Regions from separate parts of the Danio rerio genome. Here region 1 is linked to region 2. The links are chromatin contacts, called in public Hi-C maps. All regions are on one chromosome and are shown on one strand. Each heading gives the region's core, a stretch centred on a gene start, on an enhancer-like site or on the middle of the called end of the contact. The rest is flanking DNA. Distances are from core to core; before and after follow the strand shown. Region 1 overlaps tle2a (TLE family member 2, transcriptional corepressor a). Region 2 holds the start of tle2a (TLE family member 2, transcriptional corepressor a).

What was found. A called contact is a pair of places that touch in the nucleus more often than the background predicts.
Region 1: a Hi-C map of embryo shows a contact between it and region 2, with 1.7 times the contacts expected there. The contact joins the enhancer-like site here to the promoter of tle2a in region 2. A contact is called at or near these places in 6 of 18 Hi-C or Micro-C datasets (caudal fin, embryo and gastrula embryo) and 2 of 4 datasets of contacts at active chromatin or transcription factors (embryo and gastrula embryo).

The regions. Positions count from the first base shown.
Region 1 is chr22:21,505,748-21,511,796 of GRCz12tu, forward strand. tle2a (TLE family member 2, transcriptional corepressor a) reads left to right here. Exons shown (of 20, transcript NM_001130604.2): 6 at 176-280; 7 at 2,537-2,750; 8 at 4,474-4,535; 9 at 4,829-4,924; 10 at 5,012-5,056; 11 at 5,144-5,305. Among named protein-coding and RNA genes, the nearest start is that of tle2a, 39 kb to the left of the region's middle. Within about 2 kb of position 2,509, at least 5 of the 62 cell types and tissues checked have an H3K27ac peak or open chromatin away from gene starts, as enhancers often do.
Region 2 is chr22:21,466,705-21,473,109 of GRCz12tu, forward strand. It overlaps tle2a (TLE family member 2, transcriptional corepressor a), which reads left to right and starts at 3,309. Exons shown (of 20, transcript NM_001130604.2): 1 at 3,309-3,741. The coding sequence starts at 3,718.

The DNA of each region.
Region 1 (6,049 bases), core at 1,259-3,758, 38 kb after region 2:
AAGAAAAACAACTTCCCCCTCCTGTTTTAAGTGTGTGTGTGTGTATTCATACAAAAACACTTTAGAAAACTGTGCACCACACAAAGACACACACTAGGGTGGCCATCTGCCTTGTTTTGCCGCTTGTTGTTTGTTTATCACTGACGGACTTTTTTTTTTTGACCTCCGTCCATAGCACCAGCAGCAGGTGGTCCAGGCCATGGAGCGCGCCAAACAGGTGACTATGGGGGAGTTGAATGCGTCGATAGGGGTACGTGGACTCCCCCCTCTGCCTCCCACAGTGTGTACATCCATCTTTTCATCTTTTTTTTTATTTTTTTTAATTTAAGACTTTTCCCCTTGAGTTGTCATTGCGGTTTTCCTGTTTGGTTTGATTTTGTTTTTATTTGAGAGTCCAAATAGTTTAGTCGTTTGGCTGAACGGCTAGTTAAATCGATTAAATTGATTGTTCACCCAAAATATACCTATAAGCCTCAAGTGATTCCAAACCTTTGATATATACGTTATTTTTTCTGTTAAATGCTATATTATGAAAGAATGTTGGAAACTGGTAGTCATTGACCTCTATGGTAGTCATAGTTCCTATAGATGAACTGCAGGAACTGGTGGGACTAAATTTCTTCCGACTTCAGAGTAGTATCATTAGCTATGTTTCCATCCACCTATTTTCATGCACATTTTGGAAATACATGTAAAAAACGGTTGAAGGAAACGCCAAGATGCGCATACGTTTTGAAAAAGTGAATAAAAAACGTATTTGAATAACTGAGAAGGATAAACTTTATTTGTTAACAAAAGATGCAATGTAAACTACCATGTAAACACTTTCACCAAACAAATCCCATTATGTGCAATAAAAAAAGTCAAGTGATTTTGTTATCAGAGATCATGTGTAAAATTTAAGTGACTGGACAAACCAGCAGGCTGAGCACACTGTAAAACATCTGAAATGTTGTTTTGATCATTCCAAAATGCCTTAACCGTTTCAGTATTAGTTTTATTATATAATTAATTACCTCCAGAATCGTTAAGAGCATTTGTGATCAGCATCTCACTCCTTCAAATGCCACCACGTGTTCATTTCGTGTCAGCATACTGTCTTCCAAGGTGTTCATTTATTATATAAAGAAAAGATTCACGCAGCTTCTCCTACCGCAGCAAATTCCTTTTTTTTTTATATTTTGCGCCAGTTAATCAGGAAGTGACTGTTTTGTTCTCTTTGACTTGTTGGATGGAAACGCGCATCTTTTATGCGGTATTCCACTTTTGCATATAAATTTAATTCACATTTTTGGATGGAAAAATAGCTAGTGAAGTAGGTGAACTGTCACTGACCAAACACATGCCATTTGAAATACATGCACAGTACTGTAAAGTCATAGACAGGCAGGAAGGAAAATTATGACTTAAAGCAAAAACACAGCCCAATTACTTGGTACTTCCCTTACAGATGTCTGTGGGCTTACATCACTGCAGAGTTTCTTGTGACAGTGTGAATGAAACCAGGAAAATGGCCCTAGGGGAAAAGAATCAGTTCCAGGGGGGCCTGCCCTGTGGCAAGTTTTTATAACAACCTGGTGTAAATCCCCCTCATGTCTCCAGATATGTATAAAAAGAACAGAAAAAGGCCTTTGTATGACTAGTACTCAATTTGTGAAGCTTTCGTAAGCCATATGATACTTGTGTTTCAAAATCTTTTGTTGGAATTTTCAAATCTTACATAAACCTAATGACTATGGGCTAGTACAGGGGTGCTTAACCCTGTTCCTGAAGATCTACCTTCCTGCAGAGTTCAGCTCAAACACACATGAACCAATTAATTAGGACCTGAACAGCACTTGATAACTACAGGCAAGTGTGTTTGATATGGGTTGCAACTGAAATCTGCAGGACAGTAGATCTCCAGGAACAGGGTCGAGCACCTCGGAGCTAGTAAGTTTTAAGTGGGTTTGGACTGATGTAGTATGGAAAGTGTTAGCAGAGTAGCGGTTTGGAAAAATATGAAGGTGCGTAAATTGACTTTTTTGCGCTTCATTTAGTTTGGAAAAAAACTTTCTGTATTTTTATTTGCTTTACATTTTTATTTTTCACTCGGCCATCACCCGCTTCAGCTCAAGTGATTTTAATTTCCCTTTATTTTGCCATGCTCATTAGTGAACGCTGTAGCAGTGCTGCTCCCCAACCCATCCGTTAGAGCAGGTCGACACCAGTGCGAGGAGCTTCCCCGCTCCCGGGACACTGGGAATGGGTCATGAATGCATTCCCTTTGTAACAGCCTCTTTGGCTGTGGTGCACTTCCAAGACTTAACTGTGTTGTGTGTTTTTCTCTCTCTCCCTTTCCTCTCATCTCTCTCTCCTCCTCCTCATGCTCTCTTCATTTCCTCTGGCTATCTGTTTCTTCACTCCACTTCCATCTCGGCCTCTGTGTCGCTCTCTTTTATCTCCCACACTCCCTTCATCTTTTTTCCCCCCCTCTCTCTGACCCCACCTCCCTTTCGTCATTCCTCCATCGTCCTCTTCCTCTTGCTCCCTCTAGCAACAGCTGCAGGCCCAGCACCTTTCTCAGCATGCTGCCCAGGGGTTACCCATGGCCCCTCACCCCTCCGGTTTGCCTCACCCAGGATTGGCTTTGGGGGGCGGCTCCGGGCTGCTGGCCCTTTCTGGAGCTCTCGGGGCCCAGTTGGCCTCTAAAGACGAGCGAGCCCATTTGGAGGCCGTGGCAGCGGCGGCCGCAGCAGAGCACCACAGAGGTATAACAAATAAAATCGTACTGACAATTTACCTTAACATAGTGCAGTTATAATAGATGATTGCTGGGATTGCATTATGGAATCAAATTTTCAGAGTGAGCACACAATGCCAAGAACAGTTGTTGTCCAATTAATGCACAAGTGTCCAGTCCTGCACCTGGTGGGCAAACGTCCTGCAAAATTTAGCTTTAACACACTTACCTGGAAATTTGTTGCGACCATGGCCCTTCGGGAGCAAGAATGGACACAGCTGAATTGATTTTATACATGTATGCTAGCCAAAGCTGTAGTGTTAACTTTGGAAGGCTTGTTGCAAAAGTTTCAGTCTCATTTCAGTGAAATTTCTTGTGAATTTCTGTGGAAAGTTTAGCAATACTTGCTGCAGAGTTCACTCTAAAGTCACTTTTAGGCCCAATCCCAATTCTATTCCTTAGACCTTCCCCTTACCCCTACATTCATAACGCAGTTCGTGTTTTACCATAATGCAAAAAAAAAAAAAAAAAAAAACGCTAAAATAAAAACCGCAAAATTTCGCTGTCCATAAACCATAATAATAACTCCTGTATAGCAGTTCCAAAACATTCTGTCACTCGAATACCCTGTCAGAAAAGTATATTGGCTGGGAATGAGCTTTTCACAGCTGCTATAATTTTAATGTTGTTTTCATGAGTTTACATTGATGAATATATCCACATTGTAAATACACAGTACAGCTACAATCTTATTGCCACATTATATTGTTATGATAGATTTGTATTGTTGCCTTCAGGGATTTTCTGAAGATAAATACCCAAAAAACGCAACTTTAATAACTACAACAGTCGTGATTGTCTATCTCATATGTAGAAAGAGATCGTGATGACATATGATGACGTGTGCAGGTGCTGTAGTGCTGTACTATTTCTTACATTTAGAACCCTTTTCTTACATTTCGAAGCCCTTACTCTTCACACTCTGTTTCACGGGCCAAGGGGAAGGGGTAGGGGTACACAAATTTAATTGGGATTGGGCCTTAAACTCAGCAGCTTTTTATTAGTCACCACGACAAAACTGCATGACCTAAATGTGAGCAAAATCTGCCAACATAAAATTTTTGCCCTTACATACCATACTGTCAGTACTCGCGTAACATCAACAAGGCAACATATGCTGTTATGTAAACTCTACTCCTAAATGCCAACCAGTTAATCTTTAAAGTTCTTGTTTAGACCCTTTTCACATTTCTGGTTTCCTCCATGACGGAACTCTCCATAGTTGGGTAACCTTAGAGAGCTGTGAATGGGACAGTATCACAAATACATTTTTTGCATTACAATTAGCTTCAATAACAAAAGAAAAACTCCATGATAGTGTTATTTAAAAAAAGTGTGAGACTGATAAAGGCAGCCAGAGCAGAGAAACTATGCCAACTTTACTGTCCTGTCCATAGATGCTGCATTAGAAAGGCCATGCATAAGCATTAACTATTTTTTTGTAGCAAGATGATGTAATACAAAGTATAAATTCATAATACATACATTTTAAAACAAATCTAAGTAGCTGAGACGACATCACTGTCTTGTGAAAAGGGTCCACTTCAACAATAGGACATGACAGGGTGGGAAGTGAAGGATTGTGCTTGGTATGATTAGCAGTGGGCTAATTCAAAGCGTTGTTTTGTCTGTTGTAGTGTCAGTTTTGTCTGACTGTCATAATCACATTGTTTGTTTTTTGCTTTGTTTTGACTGGCCGCGGGGACGTTTACCTGCTCTTCCCATGATCCCCATAGACCGTGAACCTGGACCAGTGAGTATCTGTAGTATCTGTCTTTTATCCCTCTCTCTCTGTCTCTCACTCTGATTCTTTCTAGTTGAGTTCTCCTCAGTGCAGACTGTCATGCATTAGGCTTCTCTATTGCCTGTGGGTCCAGCAGTTATGGAGCTGATTTGATTTATCCCTCGTTTCCTACATCATTATCTCTTTCTTCTCGCTGACACACACACACACACACACACATACATACACGCACATCCTCTGTCTCTCACTCCAGCATTCTTCCTTTCCACTCTCATTTTCTCATCTTACTCCTCTTTTCCCAGAGTTCACTCTCAAACGGAGACAAAGGGAGGTCTTCAGACTACCTCAGCAATGGAAAAAAGAGAAAAGCAGATGAGAAGGAGTTTATGACCGACTATGTAAGCGTTCTTCCCGTGTTAAATTTGCATCCTTTTATGAATCATGATTTAAGAACACACACAACTTTGAAGCATTTTCTCTTTCAGGGCAGCGACGCGGAAAAGAGTGATGACAATTTGGTTGTTGATGAGGTTGGTTTGTGTTAAAGAGAGAACTCCAAAACAAGGTTACTCGTGTCTTTCCCTGATTAATCCATCATGTGCTTTGTGTTCCCTCAGGACCCTTCTTCGCCAAGAAGCGTGCAGTCGTACTCCTCAAGAGAGAACGGATTAGATAAACTTCCCCCTTCCCGTAAGGAGCCTCTGCCCCAGGCCAGTCCGACCTCGCTGGCTTCCTCCAGCAGTGCTGCTTCCCCTTCACGCAGCAAGGAGCCTCCACCGGTACATATATATTACTCAGAAATGCTTGCAAATGTGTTCTTTTTCTAAATGAGCAGTGCATTTGTATAATATTAGTCCCTCCAGGATTTCACAAAAATATCGAATGTTTTCGACTAGGTGGAGTTATTGCTAAATTTGCTGCAAATTTTGCACTATTTCTTTTTTGCTTTTGAAAATACACAAATGTGCATGTCTTCTTTATCATTTTTTACATCGAGAATCATTGATCACTGAGATTTCTATAAAAGAATCAGAGAAACTATTCTTAATCTAACAAATATTTGACAATGAAACCAAATGAGCCAGTTTCTGTGCCCGACGATTGGGTTGTTGTGGTCGTAACCTTCGATCACCACCATTTCCACTATGCACCGGCTCCTTACGGCTCCCCTGCAGATCTCGGATACAAGTGGAGGAAAAGAGTTTTCTTTGCAAGGTGGGAGGGCGCACCTTTATAGGAGCTCTGCCACACTGGAGGAGCTCGGAGTAGAGCCGCTGCTTCTCCACATGGAGAGGAGTCAGATGAGGTGGCGTTTTAAATCTGTTTCAGATGCCTTCTGGACGCCAACCTAGGGAGGTGTTCCAGGCATTTCCAACTGGGAGGAGTCTCTATGACTCTTGGCTGGCCTGGGAACGCCACAGGATCGCCCCGGAAGTGTCTGGGGAGAGAGAAGTCTGGGGTTCTCTGCTGCCTTTACGACCCGGAGGCGGAAAAGTGGATGAAAATAAATTAATGAATGAAAC
Region 2 (6,405 bases), core at 2,059-4,558:
AAATGAATGAATACATTGTATTCATCATTTAGGGCCTACTCACACTATGCCATCCGTACCGTGCCCAGGCCCATTTCTCGGATCGTTTGATAACTGTGAGTGCGCTGAATCGGGCTTAAGCACGGTTCACTTGGGTGGCCCTGGCCCGGTTGGAAGAGGTGTGCCTGAGCCCGGTTCACTTGGAGTGCAAAACGCGCCAAAGCCCGAAACTGAAAGCGAGACGTGACTTTTAAGGGACTGTTTCATATGGATTTATTAATCATTCTTACTGTTCAGTGATCGCAAACTGCCGTAGTTTATTAAAGACGCAAACCCCTCACTGCACGACAGCTGCGCTCCTTCAGCAGACCTCCTCATTCCTGCAGCACGAGAGATTTATGATTGTTTATGAGCGCCAAAAGTGGCAAATCTGTTCAGCGAAATATCTGACTGCGTGTCCCCGCATCCCTAAGGGCTGTTTGGCGAAATATTTGACGGCATATCAAACGACTGAAACAATATAACTAGAGAAATCTCCACTGTGCTGCTGAGTGAGAGAGCGCTTCTCACTGAACAGCGCAGCAGTGATGACGTAAGCGTGCCGAAGCCCGTTTGTGGTGTGAGCGCGGGCCGTCGGGGAGATGGGAGGGGGGACAAGCGGGCTTTGGCCTGGTTCGAGTCAACTGTACCTAATGTGAGTACAGCCTTAATGTATGTTTGAATAAATCTGTCTTGAAAATCATCTTTGTACAAAGTAAAAATCGATTAATTCGGTAAATTACACTTTTTTCCCCAAAAACTTTTTAACTAAAACAATGAAAAATGCATTTTATATATATATATATATATATATATATATATATATATATATATATATATATATATATATATATATATATATATAATTATTATTTTTGTCTTCTATTTTATTCAATGAAAGTAATTTCATTTAGATTTGTGTCTTATCAGTTTTTCTCAAATGTTTTTTTTCACCCTATAATTTTTTTAGAGCATAAGTTCATCACAAGCATCAATACGTTCATCAAAAACGCCAATCCTAACACTGTATCCAAGATATTCCATGCAGCTTCCGATAAGATAATGCCTTTGTGAGCATATTAAGCTGTAGTCCCTGACCCAGAGCAAAACACACCAGAGATTTGATTTAGGTCACTCGCTGGATCTTATTGCCCCCTGAAGCATGTTATCTTTATAGCGAAGCAATGTTTCATGTGTCTTTCAGATCAAAGATCAAAAAATTAATGTCGGACTTACTATCTTAGGAATCAAGACAGATGGAAAAATCATAACAAAAAGTGATTTACATAGGAAATGGGTCTTGGTTTTAAACCACTTGCCGTGGGATTTCATTGTGGGCGCTGTAAAACAATGCAAAGCGATTTAAAGTAATAAAAAAGGAGGAGAGTAAAAAAAACTGCTTTACATCACAAAAGGAATTGAAATGTGAATTCAAATGTGTCCACCGCGCGCACCGAAAGGGTTAAATGATTTTCTTGGGCGCTCTGAGCGCATGACTGACGTTAGGGGTTCTATAATCGTGACGCGCACCAATCAGCGTTCGGTCAGCAAGCCCCACGTGGGGCGTTCTTGGCTCCGATTGGATCTCTCAGCCAGTGTTGATTGTGGCTGGGTCAAACCCCACGTGGAGATTTCATTCAATCATTGTACAGTTAGCTGCACCCTTATTTTTCAATCGAAGTCCTGTGCATAAAATTAGAGAACGTGAGAGGAACGTGTGAATAGCCGACAGAGACGAGCTGCTATATTTAAACCACATCACAAAATACGGCGTTTATATATTGTGCTCAGGAGATTTTTAGTAGTCTTGTTTAAGGTGATCATCACCTATAATTTATTACCTAAAAGCCTTTTTTTTGCATAAATCATCAGGAAAAAACATACACCACAACATAAAAGGTGAAACATAAAAACTAATATAACAAAGGTAAAAAAAAATAAACAAATATAAATAACTCCACAAAAAAAGTTTAGCATTTCTTCATCCAATGATTTAAAAAATTAACAGAGGAATCAAAAATGTGTTGTAATAAGTGATACATATCTCAGATTTTTGCTTTTTAAAAACAATTTCACAGTAGAAATAAAAAAGTTAAACTCGATACAAAATAAAAACGTTATGTGGGAAATGACTTAGCAAATTTCTGTTTGTGTATGTAATTTTTTCCCAATTAAATAAAGAAATTAACAATATATGGAAGACTTTGGTTGGATTTGTTTTCATAATAAAAATAATATAATTAAGATAAAATTAAATTTTTAAGTTTTGTCATGTTGATAATATTTTGGCTAGATCCTTCCAGAAATTGCTTACAATGTTGCATTCTAAAATAAATGACAAAGGCTCTCTTTATCTGCATTGCAGTAAACACAGATATCCTCCATTTCAATGTACTTTGATAATAACCTAATTACTGGGTAAATTGTGTGTAGTATTTTACAATGAATTTCCTTCCATTCCGTTACTAATGTGTTTGTTAGCATTTTGTTTTGCATATGACGTCATTGACGTTTGTGTTTGTGAAATTTTGTGGGCCTACCAACTTACAACAGGCAACTTGTAAACAAATGTGGATAACATGCATTGATATTCTCAGACGTTTAAAGATGTTTTAATGTCTAAATTGTGTTTGTAAAGGCTTAAAATATAAATGTTAAATTCTGAAGCCCAAACTGTAACATTTTCCTCAAAACAGAGCGTTTAAAAACACTCATATGAATATTTGAAATGCTTTATCTGCCATATCAAGTTTGGTGTTTAACAAGATGCAGGTAGCCATTTTGTTGTGATGTGACAAAAACATGTATGTGAAAGCTAAATAAGTCATTTTCATAATTCAAACACAGAATTTTTGAATATGTCCAATATTTCTCTTGAATATTTTGTGTATTTTAGTCATACAGCTTTACTTGATACTTTGCATATGTACTTGGCAGTTTTACCGTCGTCATATCAGAATATTAACATGAAATGTATGCAAACAATTCTTATACCATATTTTCTATCATTTCTCCTAATCACGTGTTTACTGTTGCCCCACATAGGGCAACATAAACAAATCAATCCATGCATTTTAGGGGTTCCTACTTCCACCGCAGCCTAAAATGAGTGTAACTTGAGAATTTAACCCTTTGCTTCTTGTTACCACAAGCCAAGCCCTCTCTCTCTCTCTCTCTTTTTTTTTTTTTTTTGCACGGGGGGGCATGCGTTTCTCTTGAAGAAAACAACTCGCATGTCCCATTGAAAAACAGCTGAGGATCCGAAAGGAAGGAGCGGATGAGGAGAGAGAGAGAGAGAGAAAGGGAGAGAGAGACAAGCAGACAAAAGAAGCTGCGGCTGCGTTGAGTGTCGCGTCTTGGGAGCACGATAGCTGGCCATCCACTTGGTTTCTTTATCATTTTCATTAGTAAAGCACATCAAGGGCGGGGGAGCTCTGAAGGCCGAGCGCGTGCATTCTGATATTTCGAGGTGCATCGTATTGAGGGACTCGATACCGGACTGGGCGCATCTTGTATCGCGCGATAAAGCAGAACAAAGGGAGTCTTGAGCGAGGAATGCGCGAGCCGAGCCTGGCGCCGCCGAAACAGGGCCAAATGTTCTTCTGAGACCTGGAGAAAGGCGCAAAGTCTCTCGAAACATCATTTAACACAGCATCGAAACAGACGATTCTCAAACCGCAACAAACCACGCTATTCACCATGTTTCCCCAGAATCGACCTCCGGTAAGTTGCCTCACTACTCAGTAAAATGACCGTCTGCTTGGTGCGCAATGCGCTTTAGTGCATATCATTGATAAAACAAAGTGTGTTTGTATCCTTTGTCTCATCATTTTGGCTAAACGTTCACGTGGATTGCAATTTGAGCAATTAAGATTGGATATAAGCGAGAGACCGTAAAATGTGCTTTTGAATTAGCCTGATTTCTGTCCCAAAAATTCAAGGTAAACAATGCATTAAATGAATTGAATTGTTGTGTTGGATACCACTTTTCCATTATGTTATTGTTGTACCACGTCATATTGTAGGCAGATCTTAGTACTGTTGTACTTCGTGATGAATTGTAGCTACTACAAGTTTTAGTAGAGCTTTTCATACATTTCATTTGAAATATCAGATTGTAGTACTACATGAACCTCCACAATGCTCGTATTGATTTGTTATTTTTACATATATATTTTTTTAACTTATGGCATGTAACATCTCCCAAAGAAGCTTGAAACTTCACAAGTATGAATAATCAAGATGCTTGGCTTATTAATAGGTGCATTAGATCTCTCATGTCTCAAAAGTTCTGTCAGAATATATAGTGTATGGTAAATAAGTGTTAGCCTGGTTTCTGTGTTCAATGTTTATATCATGTTTATGTGGTGTTATTTCGGCAACCATAGACTCTAGTTATCATATTGACGTTATTGACTGTTAAAAAAACATATTTGTTGACCACTATTTAATAAATTATTCATTTATCATTGAACACGCCTGACTGATTGAATCAAACTAAGTGTTAAAATCCTTCCTGAGATTTCCCTACAGTCACCGTGCACCCCTCCCCCAGCACCCCTAACCTTCCCCAAGAATGCTTTGACATTCATTTCCTAAGGGATGGAAATTAGATTCCACTGGGGTGTGCAATTTCGTGATCTGAAGGAGATGCACACTACATAGGTGAAGTATTTAGGATTTCCACCCCTCTTAGTTGTTGCTCTGTGGTGTCTATAGGCTGCTTGGTTCTTTTCTTATTTCTTCTTAGAATGAGCGATTGGTCCAACCTGTTTTTCCAGGGCACTCCGCTACTTCTGAATACGACCTCTTTCCACTCACCTTAAACAACCTGGGACATGAAGAGGTGGTTGGCATGTGATTCAGCCATGTTTTGACATTTTTAATAAGTGATCTTCTTCGGTCCAGATCATATCTTTATCTGTTAGTATCCATATACGGAATAAAATCTGAAGAGTGGCGTTTAATTAATTTGATTAAAAGCAAATATGTCTAAATGAAATTGGAAAAAGATCTTATGCATTAAATAAAGATGTTGAAGCAGACATAATCCACCCACACATTCCTCAACAAGTAAACAAGGTTAATATTTCAGAAAATTGTCACCTTGTTTAAAGAATCAGTATAATTCGAAACCGTTTGTTTGATGCAGGCAGAAATCTTTAACAAGGTGGCAAATTTCATGCTAATTAATCTGTCCAGCAGTATTTAAAAGTGTTTTTATTATTGAAAAGAAGAGTAAGTGGTTGCTGTCCACCATATAACTTAAGGCTGATAGGGAGAGTCATATCTAAAAACATAAGGACTTTTGTATTCGGGTAAAAGAGAAACAGAATGTTTGCACTTTTATTGCAGAATACAGCCTGGATTATTAGCATCTGATACTGGTCGTCTTGGCTAAAACAAGGCTGAAATTGGACTGTCAGTGAAAATCTAATAGACATCTAAGAATAGGTTAAAACTAGACTAGTCGTCAAATAAAAAAAAAATGAATGACTACACGCATAAAGTCCGTCTATTTGACTAGTCTAGTCTAGTTTTGGGCTATTCTTGGATGTCTGTTTACATTTAGATGTCTATTAAACACAAAATTGTTTGCTGGGCTGCATTACTACTTTCTTTATTATTAAATTGTGTGTAACTGAACTACCAAATGGAACATCTTAATTGCCAGTTTGAAATAGTGGGCAGTTCCTACTGCTGATTGGTCCTAATTCTGGCTTCTGGAGGGATCCGCTCCAGCTAAGATATCAATAAACAGTAAAGCACCAACATCCTTCCTGACACTCTTGCTCTCCTCCAGCCTACTGTTTTCAGAGGAATCCGAGTAAAATCAAGGCATGGCCCGTTCCGGCCATGGCACATGCCTTGGCACCCTCAGCCATGAATCGAAGCATTCTGGACAAGGTTTGCAAAAGTCATTGGAAGAAAGTGCGGAATTCCTTGAAACTGAAAGAACAAACAGGCTGCGGGTTACCTCATAAAGGAAGCACCTAGAGCAATTACCACAGCTGACAAGCCAACGTCGCGGCACCGCTAATGTATCCTGACAGCGGGGAAATTTGAATAACGAGCTTGCGGAGAGGGTAGAGAAAAGATGTGTGATGTTAATGAAACAGGTGCCTGGCACCATACTACACCCCACATCCCCTCCCCCGTCTAAGTAAGGGATTACTGGGGCATTCCTTAAAGCTCCATGCTGCCGTAGAGTATGGAATCAATGAAACAAGGCCGCGCCTAGGTCAGATTCCCTGGGTGGTTCTTTTAAATGCAAATGGATGCTAGTTGTTGACACTGTAGTCGAAAGATTTTATATGCAATCCCTGAACTTCAAATGTTGCAGCAGAAAGCATGGCCTGGTTGCTTGATTTTGTGTACACCTAAAGA